Linked DNA regions of Danio rerio: region 1 is linked to region 2. Evidence: chromatin contacts called from public Micro-C data. All regions are on one chromosome and are shown on one strand. The core of a region is the stretch at or near the end of the contact, and the rest is flanking DNA. Distances in the headings are between cores, read along the strand shown. Region 1 holds the start of hoxc12b (homeobox C12b). Region 2 has its middle 9.6 kb from the start of nr1d4b.

Region 1 (6,486 bases), core at 3,265-5,764, 170 kb before region 2:
TATTTATTTTTTTGGCTAGTCTAAAATTGTCCAGTGAAGTCGACCCTTCGCTTTACGAACAGCAAACAAGAAGAGATTAGTTAGATCCGTATGGACCAAATACGCTTTAAAACATCGCGTGAACATCTTTATGTCCAGTCTTCCTATTAAAAAAATATAGGCATGTTTATGTTCAGTAAAACCGTTTAATATGGACCGACAGACCTTTAATAACTGACACACAATGCAGATTACTTGTAATAAACCACAGGAATCCTTTTGTTCCTTCGTGCTTTAAGTCTCAGGTCACACAGTAAAGCCAGGAAACGAGAGACAACGCGAAGACAAACATAAAAGATTATATCTTAAAATGTCTCTCAAAAGCGTTCGAATTTGTTTAACTCGTTAGCCTACAACAAATATAAAAGCATGTCTTAAATATAAGTGTATGTCTAACGACTAGAAATACAAATGTAGTCCGTTTGGTTTTGCATTATGCGAAAGGTAAAAAAAAAGCCAATAATATAATGAATAATCTGAACGAAGTACGTTTAACGGAACGAATATATCATTGAACCATAAGATTTAATAATTAATGAATGAATAAGAAATATTGTTTAAATTTATACTACCTGTAATCTAGATTAAACAAATTGTTTTGGCCGATATTACTTTAAACATTCACAAAAAGCATACTTTAGTCTCAGGTCACACAAAGCGAGAAAACAAGAGACAACGCGGAGAAAAACATAAAAGATTATATCTTAAAATTGCTTAATAGTATTCGAATTTGTTCTACTTATTAGCCTACAACAACTACAACAGTATGTCTTAAATACAAGTGTATGTCCAAAGACAAATGTAGTCCGTTTGGTTTTGCATTATGCGCAAGCTAAAAAAAAATCCAATAATATAACGAATAATCTGAACAAAGTACGTTTAATTGAACGAAAATATTATCAAACCCCAATTTTACTCATTGGTTTATGTATGAGAAAGAATATTTAATTTTATACTACCTGCAATCTAGTTTAAACCAATAGTTTTGCCCGAAATTGCTTTTTACATCCTCAAAAATCGATGGTTCCATAAACAACGTTTAGACTCCACTGAAATGGTTTGACTGTTTGCTTCACAAAAAGCTTCTGTAGTGAAAATTAAAATGCTCTTCACTTAGAAACTGTTCACTGAGAGTTCCTATGGGAAAACAAAATGGTTCCTCCTTTGCCATCACTACCTACTGAAAGAATTTACTAAAGATTTTTGAATATATATTGTATGAGCCTAGAATGTGTATTTTGAGTTTACAAAGATTTAACGTGTACTAGCCTACTTTCATTTGTATTAAGACAGTTTCCTGATTTCGGGTGCGATATAAAAAATCTAATCTGTTCGCCTTTTTATTGCCCAAGAAGCGAAATAAACGCATTTAGGAAGACATCTGCAATGTCCATTTTCTTTCACTATAGGTCAATGTCCAGCTAACCCCCCTCGGCCACATTCAAGGTCTGCTTCAATGCCACAGACAGGCTGTTGTAAAGATGCCCGAGTCTGTCTCAAAGTCGAATCCGCTGTTACCTTAATCCTTTAAGCACATTTAGCCCTCCCGCAGAAACAAAAAGCGTGTTACGTGTTGACGTTCAAAGTTTTTATACCTAGATTCTTGACAATGCATCCTATCTGACAACTTCATAAAAAACACTCAAAGTGAATAACACTGATATCATTTCCATAATAAATATGCATGTTTTACACAACTGAGGGTTGTGTTTGCACAAAAAAATTAAATAAATAAAGTAAAAAGGACATTAAAGCGACGAATTTCATTCATTTTGGTATGCAACGTTAACTTTAACAAACTCTAAAAATGTTGATAGCTGCACATTCAGACATTCTCCCTAATACACAATTTCAGAAATGTATTCTTTGCAAACTCTAAATAACTCTAAATCACATTAGCAGCCAATGACTATCAATGCACAACATTGATCACAATCAAATAAATAGTGCTAATGTTGTTTTGAAGTCATACTTGCATGCGATTTCAGGCCGAATATTCAAAGTAGCGTCACATATTGTCACTGTTCAAAAATGAATGAACGAATCGAATTTAACGAATATAAAATCAACTTTACCCGAGTGAATTATTTCCCAAAGTGACAAATTCACAAAATAATTTAAGTTACCCTATTAGAAAATTTAGTTATAGTTAATTCCTAATACGGAAAGGGAAATATATTGTTTTAGCAACAATATTTAGCAATAAAAAATGCATGCTCATTTCGCGTGATATTATTTGTTGCAAAGAGGACGTTTTTTATATTAAAACAAATAATGCAAAATACCAGATTATGTTATTGTCAGACAATAACACAACACAGGTAACAGTTACACAGGTGACCACTTTTATTAGAAATTAATTGCACACTTACACTGACTCAATCATTTAATACTTATTGGTGTAACAGACATTTACCACCAGGTAACATGTTTTAACAAAAACAAGACATTGCACTGATTATAAATTCCTATTATCCACAATAACACTATACATTGCTTTGAATATTCAGTAAACTAGCGCTATAAGCACTTTCGCATGCAAATACTGTATCAGGGACATATCCGCGGTCTGCCCTTTTGTCTGGACATCACCGAAGCACCAAAAATTGGCTATCACAGCTTCATTTTTACTTACAAGCTAAAATTGCCACTAGGATGGCCTTATGGCAATCTTTTATCTGTTCCCTTACCCGCAGAAAACCTGCAGTTATCATATTTAATCTTTTTGGGTGAAAGTTCCACCAGTTGTGATATATAAATCGTACGATTTGTATAGAATTTAAAGTAAACAGTAAAACTGTAAGCTGTTACCTCAACCGCTGGGCGTGAGCAGATTGAGATGATATCAGTTCATAGGAATTTTCCACCAATTTGCATAAACAAAAATTAGGAAATCTAATGAAACTTTTGAATAGTTCGACATTTACAGCTTTGCCTTTAATGTGCTGTTTGTACGAAGGTGCATGATGGAATCACATTTTGAGGCATTTAAGCTATGCACAGTGTTGCAGAAAAAATAAAAGCTTTATTATTGTTTTAAAACTGTTGTTTTTATTAACAACAATAATAAATATATTAATTATTGTCCTGATGTTATATTAACACTTCTGTTGTGTATAGCAAGCTTTTCGAGATGTATGCATGATGCAGGGTGTTTTATATTTCTCGTGTAATTCCATGCGTTACTAAGAACTGTAGTGGTTACTTAATGGCCAAGAATGAATTATTATTTGTGCACAGCGAACTGATACTATGCGTCATACATATCAACTGCATGTGTGTAATTTGCAAACAATCAGAAATATGTTCAAATAGCATGTCCTGTTGCCAGTTTATGTATAATCCAACATCATCCATTGCTCTAAAAGTAAGATAAAGCCTGCTCTCGCATCAAGAGCCTTTTCTTCTTCATTCGACGATTTTGGAACCAGATTTTCACTTGTTGGTCCGTGAGATTTAGCCGGTCAGACAGTTCCCTCCTCCGCTGTCTGGTGATGAACTCGTTGAGGATGAACTCGCCTTCCAACTCGTTCAGCTGAAGTTTTGAATATGGTTTACGCTTCTTTCGAGTTTGTCTGTGCATTGGGTACCACAGAGCACCTAAACAAACAAAAAAAGTATGTTAACATTAATGTTTGCCCAATACAAAAGCTCTAACAAACAGTCTTATCAAAACATATACAATACGCAATGGCTTCGCATATCGGATGACTTTAAAGAAAACCAATTAAAACATTACATATATCAAACACTAAATCAGAATGCTATTTTATTCACATTTATAAAACATGCATGGATTATTTTCAAGATCCTCATGTTCATATGTTGATCTTATTAAGATATATAATAGAAAAAAACTCACCTCCGTTTAGTGCTGCAACACTTGTTTGGATGTCAGGGGATGTTAGTGAATGCGTGATGCCTGATGAGGTCTTGGCCCCCTCGTTTATGAACGAACAGCCAGAAACCGATTCAAGAGACCGACACAAACGAGGATTTGGGATTGGCTGTTCTGCAGGTGTCAGGCAGTCATATTTTGAATAACTTCCTCCGTTGTCCATTCCGTTCAGATTGTTCTGTCCGTTCTCTGCAGTAATGGATACAGATGAGTTATCCAATGCTTTCTCTTTTGATATAAGATTGGTACTGTTATTGTCACCACCGCCGCTGGTGGCGCATGCACTGTCACTATAAAAACATTTGTTGTCTTCCTGCCGAGTAATGTCGCATGATTGATTGTATGTGTGGTTTAGGGTAACGGGGCCGCTAATATGAGATTGTGGGTATCCACTGCATGCTTCCGATGGGTTCCAAGGCAAAGAGCAGACATTATCTCTTCTGGATAAGCGGAGGGTTTGCAGTCCTGCTAGCTGTCCCCCCGACGCACGGAAATTGGAGAGGTAAAATGCATCTCTTGCATTAATGTTAACCAATTGTCCAACAAACCCCGGATTAAAGAGATTATGCTCGCCCATTTCGGCGGGCCCGGCTAAGAGTTTGTAGTTTATAGCAAATCTGACATTTAACGTATAAGGAAACCAGGCTGCGCCCCATTGGCTGTATGGTCACATGACACTGCTTGAGAATGAGTCGCAGAAGGTGCCACCCACTGTTTTTTTCTCTTTTTACAAAAAGAAGTATTAACCTTAAAATATTAACAACTTATTTTAATATTTTCTTGTTAAACGCCTCCTGAACTGCTTTAAACGATTGTTTTTCTTTTATGTGCGTGATTAAATATTTTGTTTAGCACTTTATTATTATTTTGTCATCAAATCAGACGTATTTCATCTTAGATCAATGCAAATGAGAGCATCATCCTTAAATGAAATGTCAAGTTAACTTGCACTGCTTTATTTGAGCATTGTTGTTATCATCATTCACTCATCCTTGTTCAAAACCTGTTTGAGATTCTGTCTTGTGTTTTACACAAAGGAAGATAAACTGAAGAATGTCAGAAAAAGCAGCAATTGACTTTCATAGTATTTGGTATGTTTTCTGATCCAGTGGATGTCTGCTGCTTATTTCCCCAACATTTTTATCATTGACTTGTTTTGGGTTTAAAAGAAGAAATAACTTATTAAAAAGTTTAGAATTACTTCAGTGTAAAGAAATAGAGAGGAAATTGTATTTTTTGGGCGAACTGTCCCTTTAAAGCTCACAAAAAGAGTAGAGGCTCAGTGACACGTTTCCCTCGTATACATTTTATCAGCTAGTCTCATTTTAAAATTATTTTTATATTGAACATTCTGATTTTGAACAAATCCCGAGATCCACTCAACAAAAAATGTAAAATAAAATAAAAAAAAACAGCAATATTGTAATAATAAGTACACAATCAGGATTAAAACATAAACGATACAGTGTCCCTCATATTTAACCAAAATTGTACAGTTTTTTTATTTTACTGGCACCATTTATTTTGGCTGTGGTGTGTTCCAAACTAATAATGTCCAGTAGATAGAGCCTCCAGGATAGATCAGTTAGAGCAGATGGATCCAGCCATAGTTTCAGGATTTATTTATTTATTTATTTATTTATTTATTTATTTATTTATTTATTTATTATTATTTATTTTTATATATTTAGATTTATTTATGTATTTATTTATTTTTGCAGCAGCAGTCAACAACTGACAGAATCTTTCTTTGGTTGATGGATAAAGAGAGTGATGAATCAGCATATAAGAAAAAGCAATGGGTCGCATTGGCTCTGAGTTTCCATTAGTTCTGATAAAAAGTGCCTAGTCTCATTATGATTTAGCAATTCTCAAATTATGCATTTCTAACCAAATACAGGTTTCCAATGACCATGTTTAGAGTTGTTTAGGTGATATGGACAATATTTTAGTATAACTAAGGCAGAGTGCGTCCCCAGCATCCTCATTAAAGTTTACATGAGGTGCAAGCTTTTGATGCATGATTGGAGAATATAATTTTAATAAATGTAAATTTTATGTAGAAAAAAGATAAACAATTTCCTAAACGTAGCATTTTATTTTAAATATGTTTTATGTTCCCATCATCGTTTATCCATTGCACGTTCAAGCATGGGGAATTTATAAATGTAGAGCATTTGATGCATATTTGGAGAGGTAATATAAATTTGATAAAGGCTTTTTTGTCGAAGAAATGTCTTAAATGTAGCATAGACCAAAATATTTTATATAAGTGTTTAGCTTTATCGTTTACTCGCCAGTTTATTCATTGCACGGTCACGCACTACAAATAAAATAATCGTTATCTAAATATGTAAACCAATGCTTGTATAAGCAAATGTAATTAAATATAGTAATTCATTTTAAAAATAACTTTGCTTCTTAATTTAGCATTTTAATATTTAACAATTTAAAGTGTAAAGGTTTTGGATGTGCTGCTATTTAATGACCAAATCCTAAAATTAAATCTCGACCGCAGAACGACATAAGGGGTCAATTAATGAGAAGAT
Region 2 (6,800 bases), core at 150-2,649:
GCGAATCATCTCAGACTGGTGAACATGACAATGAGTTCACTGTACTCAAATGGCCTCCACAGTCACCAGATCTCAATCCAATAGAGCAGCTTTGGGATGCGGTGGAACGGGAGATTGGCATCATGGATGTGCAGCCAACAAATCTGCAGCAACTGCGTGATGCTATCATGTCAATATGGAGCAAAATCTCTGTGGAATATTTCCAGTACCATCTAGAATTTATGCCACAAAAGATTAAGGCAGGTTTGAAGGCAAAAGGGGTCCAACCCAGTAATAGTAAGGTGTACCTAATAAAGTGGCCGATGAGTGTACATATGAAATCAAGCGTTGTTATAAGCTGTTTATCCATTCTTGATCAACAGTACAAATCACACATTTGACCTCTTCCCAAAAGGGAAAACCAGAACAATGATGAACGCATGATTAAATGGCGTCAAGGCTTTGTAATCCAAAAATGTGCTTATAATGGAAGTGAATGGGGCAGCCACTAACAAAACAAGAGGATAGTCAATTTAAACAATGCACAAGGGTTAAATGAATTAAAAATGAAGCATGTTTGTTCAGACACAAGTCAAATAAAAAAAGAGGACTTTACAATTTCACTTAGGCCAGGGGTGTCCAAACTCGGTCCTGGAGAGCTGGTGTCCTGCATATTTTAGTTCCAACCCCAATTAAACACACCTGAACCAGCTAATCAAGCTCTCTCTAGGTATACCTGAAACTTCCAAGGTGTGTTGAAGGAAGTTGGAGCTAAACTATGCAGGACACCGGCCCTCCAGAACCGACTTTGGACACCCCTGACTTAGGGTATTAGGGTTTTTAAGCTGCGATCAGCGATGGATGGAGTACACAAATCAGGGTAAAAGTACTGCATCATTATGTTGAGTTGTGCATGAGCAAACACCTCCGATATTGATCATTAAATATAACTCCGCTTGGGTTTTACATGAGTAACCACACACGTTATAAAGATGGTGTGATGTATATGATGTCATCCTGAACCTGCCATGAACTCACGTCTGTCAGCCGCCATTACTGTCAGCTTCGCAGTCAATCCTTTTCTTCTTCTCCTTTCGTGCCATTTTCCCTCCACTACTTTCCATTCCTCCATCTGTAATGGAACATCTATTTTTGCTCGCGTCGCCGCGCGGTCCAGAGAAAGATGGTTACCACAGTCTTTCTGTTTTTATTCTTTTTTTTTTCTCTCTCTCTCTCTCTCTCTCACAATGATTGGATTACCATGAGCTTGTAGGCATGCCAGAATGTGCCAGGTTGTTCTGATTAAGACAGACATCATAAAAGTTTTAAAAACTCAAATTATTAGAAAAGAGAGAGAGGGAGAGGGAGAACAAAAAAGCAGAAGGAGGAGTCTGAATAATGGAAAAGCAGTTTGATGCACATATGGAAACAATTGTCGAATTTCTGCCGCTTTCTGCCAGGAGCATGAGTTTAAGACTGGAGAGACTCTGTCCTTAATGCATGAGTCCATTAACCACTGCCTCGGGTGTTCACAACACTTTTGTTTTTAATCTACTGTATTATTGTCGTTGTTTACTGATTCATTTGAAAAGCAACGTAATCGTCTTGATGTTTTGCTTATTACAAGTATATACAGTGGCTGTACACTCGCAGGCCACTTTATTAGGTACACTCATGCAATTTCTAATCAGCCTTTATTATTTCTAATCAACTCAATGCATTTAGGCATGTAGGCACGGTCAAGACGATCTGCTTAGATGATCAGAATGGGGGAGAAAGAGGATTTGAGTGACTTTGAACGTGGCGTGGTTGTTGCTGCCAGACGGGCTGTTCTGAGTATTTCAGAAACTGCTGATCTGCTGGGATTTTCAGGCACAACCATTTCTAGGGTTTACAGAGAATGGTCGGCAAAAGAGGAAATATCCAGTGAGCGGCAGTTCTGTGGGCGCAAATGCCTTGTTGATGTTAGAGGAGAATGGCCAGACTGGTTCCAGCTGATAGAAAGGTAACAGTAACTCAAATAACCAACCGAGGTCTGCAGAAGCCTCCACAGTCACCAGATCTCAATCCAATAGAGCAGCTTTGGGATGTGGTGGAACGGGAGATTGGCATCATGGATGTGCAGCGGACAAATCTGCAGCAGCTGTGTGATGCTATCATGTCAATATGGAGCAAAATCTCTGAGGAATATTTCCAGTAGCTTGTTGAATCTACGCCATGAAGGATTAAGGCAGTTCAAAAGGTGGTCCAACCTGGTACTAGTAAGGTGTACCTAATAAAGTGGCCAGTGAGTGCACTTAAAGTTGTGGTTTTATTTAAAGTGTGAAATTTGATGAGAAACTGAAGTATGAGGTGACATCGTCAATAAAAGTCATTGATCCATTTTGGCGGAAGGGACAAACTGCAAGTTTTGGATCTTTATATCAGGTTTATATCATCCAAATGTGAATGTCACTGTTTTGGAGCATAATAAAATATAAATATCAGCGATATTGCTCTGTTTATTATTTCAAATGATTTAGTTTTTTTGTGTGCGCAAGTAAAGAATAAAGCACATGGTTATTAATGTTCCATCATAATCAACAGCTAGTTTGATATATGAAAAAGAGACAGCAAACTTATTTGAGCTTGAATGTTAAAATACATATAATAATCATAATCATACAGTGAAAACCGCTCTTTGCTGAAAAATATGTAAAAAAAAAAAAAAAAAAACTTAGTGGTTTGAAGAATAGTAATGAGGGCTAATACTTAAGCACAAATTGTCAAATGATTCTTGTTATAAAGATATATTGCTGTTAAAACTATTGTTATACTAACTGACATTTTATTAAGTATTAAATTATATATATATATATATTCACATTTTTAATGCATGAATATATTCATTTACTGTCTGTCTTTACACTGGTTGTATGAGGAAAAAGAAGTATAAATATGCATTCTGCACATAAAAGTGTTTTGTGCATTGAACTGCTGCCTTTAAAACATTTACAGTGTGTTTCTGGCACATGTTTACATCGAAGCGCTTTAAAAAGTAACATGTTTGTGATGATGACTTCAGCAGAGCGGCAGCGAACCGCTTATTTCCAAGAGTAGGTCATGAGGTCAGGAAACCATCCAAAATACAGTAGACTGTGAAATGACAGCGAACAATGCTGTTTCTCTTTTTTTTTTAACTTTCATTCATTCGTTTTACAAACTTACAATTTTTTTATTTTTTGGGGGGTAGATTTTGCTTCACATATTGAATTTTGTATTATTTGTGAAACTGCATGCGGTAATGATGATAATAACAATAACAACAACAAATAATAATAATAATAATATTCATAATATTAATAATATCAATAGTAGTAATAATAATAATATAAAAAATAAGGATAGTAGTAATAATAAAAATATTTATAATAATAACAAAAATAACAATAATAATATTAATATTAATAATAATGATTGTAGTAATAACAATAATAATAATTATTAATAATTATTATTACAACTGTCACTGCAAATTATATTATTACTAGAAAAAAAAATGTATAATTAAAAATAATAAATTAGGTTATTCAGTTTTGCCTTTTACCCCCAATTTCTCCATTCAATCTTTGAAACAAAGGCATTTTTCAAACAAGATGTTCAGAAGTGATGCTATTATAATATATATACTATTCGTTACATTGAGAAAACATTGCGGAATATTGAGTAGGGGGCGGGGCTTTCTGTTAGCTCTTCCAACAGAAACTAAATATTGAGTAGGGGTGGGGCTTTCTTTTTGTGCTTGCAACTGAAACTGAATATTGAGTAGGGGCGGGGCTTTCTTTTTGTGCTAAAACTGAAACAGAATATTTATTAGGGGGCAGGGCTTTCGTTTGTTCATCATTTCCTAAAGCACAAAATAGTGGTATGAGTATTAATATGTGGTTACTATGGAAACCCTTAGGTTGACGTTAACAGATGGGCTGCTTCTCTAAATGCAGAAGCAAATGGTCAAACTTTCATTGAAGATTACTAAAACAAGCACATTTTTTCAGTGATTTAACTTGCACATATTAATTATTCACCTTAAGAGTAACATAAAAAAATGAAAATATTGTAAATTTTTATTTCAAGTGGACCTTAAAGGGGACCTATAATGCAAAACTCACTTTAATACGGAGTTTAAACACAATTGTGTGGCAGCAGTGAGTGGATATATCCATCTTCTAATGGTGAAAATGTATTAATTCTGTTTTTATAATCAGACTTGAAAAAACCAGTCTGCAGAAACACTTTGATTAACATGCTCCAATTGTACGCGTCATCAGAGAGAGAAAGCCCCGCCCACTAGTGGCCATCTCTCCCTCATTAGCATAGGACCTTAGTCTTGTTTTGAATCTGCCTCTATGCTGGCACTGAGGACTAGGTACACTAGCTACACTAATCTGTAGCTCCGCCCATTTTTGTAAAGAGCAGAATCTCATTTCAATTTAAAGCGACAGTCACAAAAACGACACAATTAGGATCAAAGCCTACAAGGGTCCGTTTCAAAGAGTTAGAAAATGATATTTGTTTGGTATTTTGACTTACGCCCGATTCACCAGCCTGATCTCACGAAAAAACGTAAGTATTTTACGTTTTGTCAGTTTAGTGGCTAATTCGTACAAATTAATTCGTACAAAATGTATGATTTTAAAAAGGAGGCGTGGCACCTAACCCCACCCCTAACCCCAACCGTCATTGGACGATGAGCAAATCGTACTAAATTGTACGAATTAGATCGTACGAATTCATACGAATTCGCCACTAAATCAAAAGGTACGAATTGCCGTGAGGTTGCGTTGGGGGTTTACACGGAGCTTTTAGCGTCAACGCTTGACGTAAGGCATGTATGAAGTTGGAGTTGATCGCCATAGCAGCGTCAGCTACTCTTGCCGCAATCAGCTACTCTCTGACCTGAGGTATTTGCATTAAGTGATCTGATTGGCTTACGCTTCTGTCGGCGCTTGAAAAGTTGAAAATTCCCACCTTCTGCAGCGAGCAACGCGGCTGAAGCATTGCCGACTGGCCCACAATTCATTTTGGCAACGCTTAACATCACCCATTCAAGGTGAATGGGAATCGTTGACGCTGACGTCCCGTGTGAATGGGGCGTTCTTCTACACCTTGTAAAAACGTTCGTATAACTGAAATTGATTGTTAAACCGTGGCCATTTTGAACATTACGAAAAAAAAAATGTACTTCAACAACAAACGTTAACTTAAATAGGAGTGTTGAAATGTTGTCAGACTATATTTTGTTAGCTGCATGGCACTTCCTTCCTAGTTACGCCGTTTTGTTTGCGGCATTGCCATCGAAACGAAATAATGATGAAGACACAGAAGTCTGTCAACTTCCAATGCATCAATTCTGATTAGGAGCATATCCGTCAACTTTCCGGCAGTTCAGAGCTGTCGTGTGCATGCATATACATAGATTAATGTGGTCTGCCAATAATGCTGATTTGGTGTGTGAATATGTGAGTCCACATGTGCTTGTGTTTATAAGAGTGTCGGTATAAATCAGGGTGTTGAACTGCTCCAGGCTCAAGGTATTTTGCAAGTGTGTGTTGGCAGAGCTGAACGCCGAGTTTCCAAACACCAAGCTCACTCTATAATTACCAACATGCCCATCACTACATGTCCTGACAAAAACTCCTTTCCTCAATGGATCCCTGCTTATTTTGTAACTCTGTCCTTCTTTCAGCTCGACTAGTGTATTCAGCATTGATCTGCATTCGACTATAAATGGGACTGCTTATGTTTTTACTATAATAGGTTCATTCTAAAACACCAAAAGTGATCCTGCGTCATTAATATGTTTTAATGCAACGTTTTCTAAATAAGGCAATGCTGTTTATTGGTGTAAGTGCGCCCTCGTGTGGTCATTTACTTCTATAGCACATTTATTTTGAAATGCGTTGCTCACTTGAACACATCTTCTCGTTAATGACAGTATCCAAAACCTTTTTCTTTAGAATCCTTTTATTTTTGTAATATTTGTGCAAAGCAGCCAAATAATTGTAATAAATGTATGGAATAATATCATCCAGATATAGGCCAAGGAAATGTAGGTAAGAGGAGTGAGAAACAGGAATAGAAACAGATCCAACATGAAAAAAATAATACAATAATAAATAATACAGGAATACTACAGCATACTATCAACTATAATAAACTGATAAACTAATAAATAATGTACTATACTTATGTTTTTACAACAGTAAACTAGTGTATTGCATTTTCATATATGTTATTGTAGAAAACTAGTGTTGGGTAAATTGTTTATATAAATATAGTTGTAGCATTAGCATTGTAACTATAAAAAATACCAGATTAATAAGAACATGAGAATGACAGATTAATTCATGTACTTTACTACAGTTTGGTTCAAAAACACTATAGTATTTACAATAAATTGCTAGTTTTTTTATATATCATCAGCTGAAGCATGCTATTAAACAAAATTTGTGTTATTTTTGGTTATTTTTTCCAGTTATTTTCAGATTTACTGTATATTTTTGTGAACTTTATATTTGTATTGTGCTGTAAAAGCACCTTTGGAATTTTTATTTATAAGAATTATGAGTAACACTATTAGTAATCTGTGATAAAACTTTAAGATTGTTACTACAAACTAAACATTGTGTAACATGTGAGTAACCAGAATGACAAACAAAATGAATAAGCGTTATACAATAACTCAAAAATAGAAATAAAAAACAATTCCTGCAGACACCGAGTGATGATTCCTGTTCATGTGATATAAATAACATTACACTGACACACCTGTTAGTGACTGA

Evidence for each region. A called contact is a pair of places that touch in the nucleus more often than the background predicts.
Region 1: a contact with region 2 is called in a Micro-C map of caudal fin, with 8 times the contacts expected there. The contact joins the promoter of hoxc12b here to the enhancer-like site in region 2. A contact is called at or near these places in 3 of 18 Hi-C or Micro-C datasets (caudal fin, hematopoietic stem cells and an unstated tissue) and 1 of 4 datasets of contacts at active chromatin or transcription factors (caudal fin).

Annotation. Positions count from the first base shown.
Region 1 is chr11:2,198,473-2,204,958 of GRCz12tu, reverse strand. It overlaps hoxc12b (homeobox C12b), which reads right to left and starts at 4,514. Exons shown (of 2, transcript NM_131545.1): 1 at 3,902-4,514; 2 at 3,401-3,639. The coding sequence starts at 4,514. The coding sequence ends at 3,401. It also overlaps a transcript of calcoco1b not described here.
Region 2 is chr11:2,023,625-2,030,424 of GRCz12tu, reverse strand. It overlaps a transcript of rargb not described here. Among named protein-coding and RNA genes, the nearest start is that of nr1d4b, 9.6 kb to the right of the region's middle. Within about 2 kb of position 1,399, at least 6 of the 62 cell types and tissues checked have an H3K27ac peak or open chromatin away from gene starts, as enhancers often do. A contact at or near this core is called in caudal fin, where this site is marked.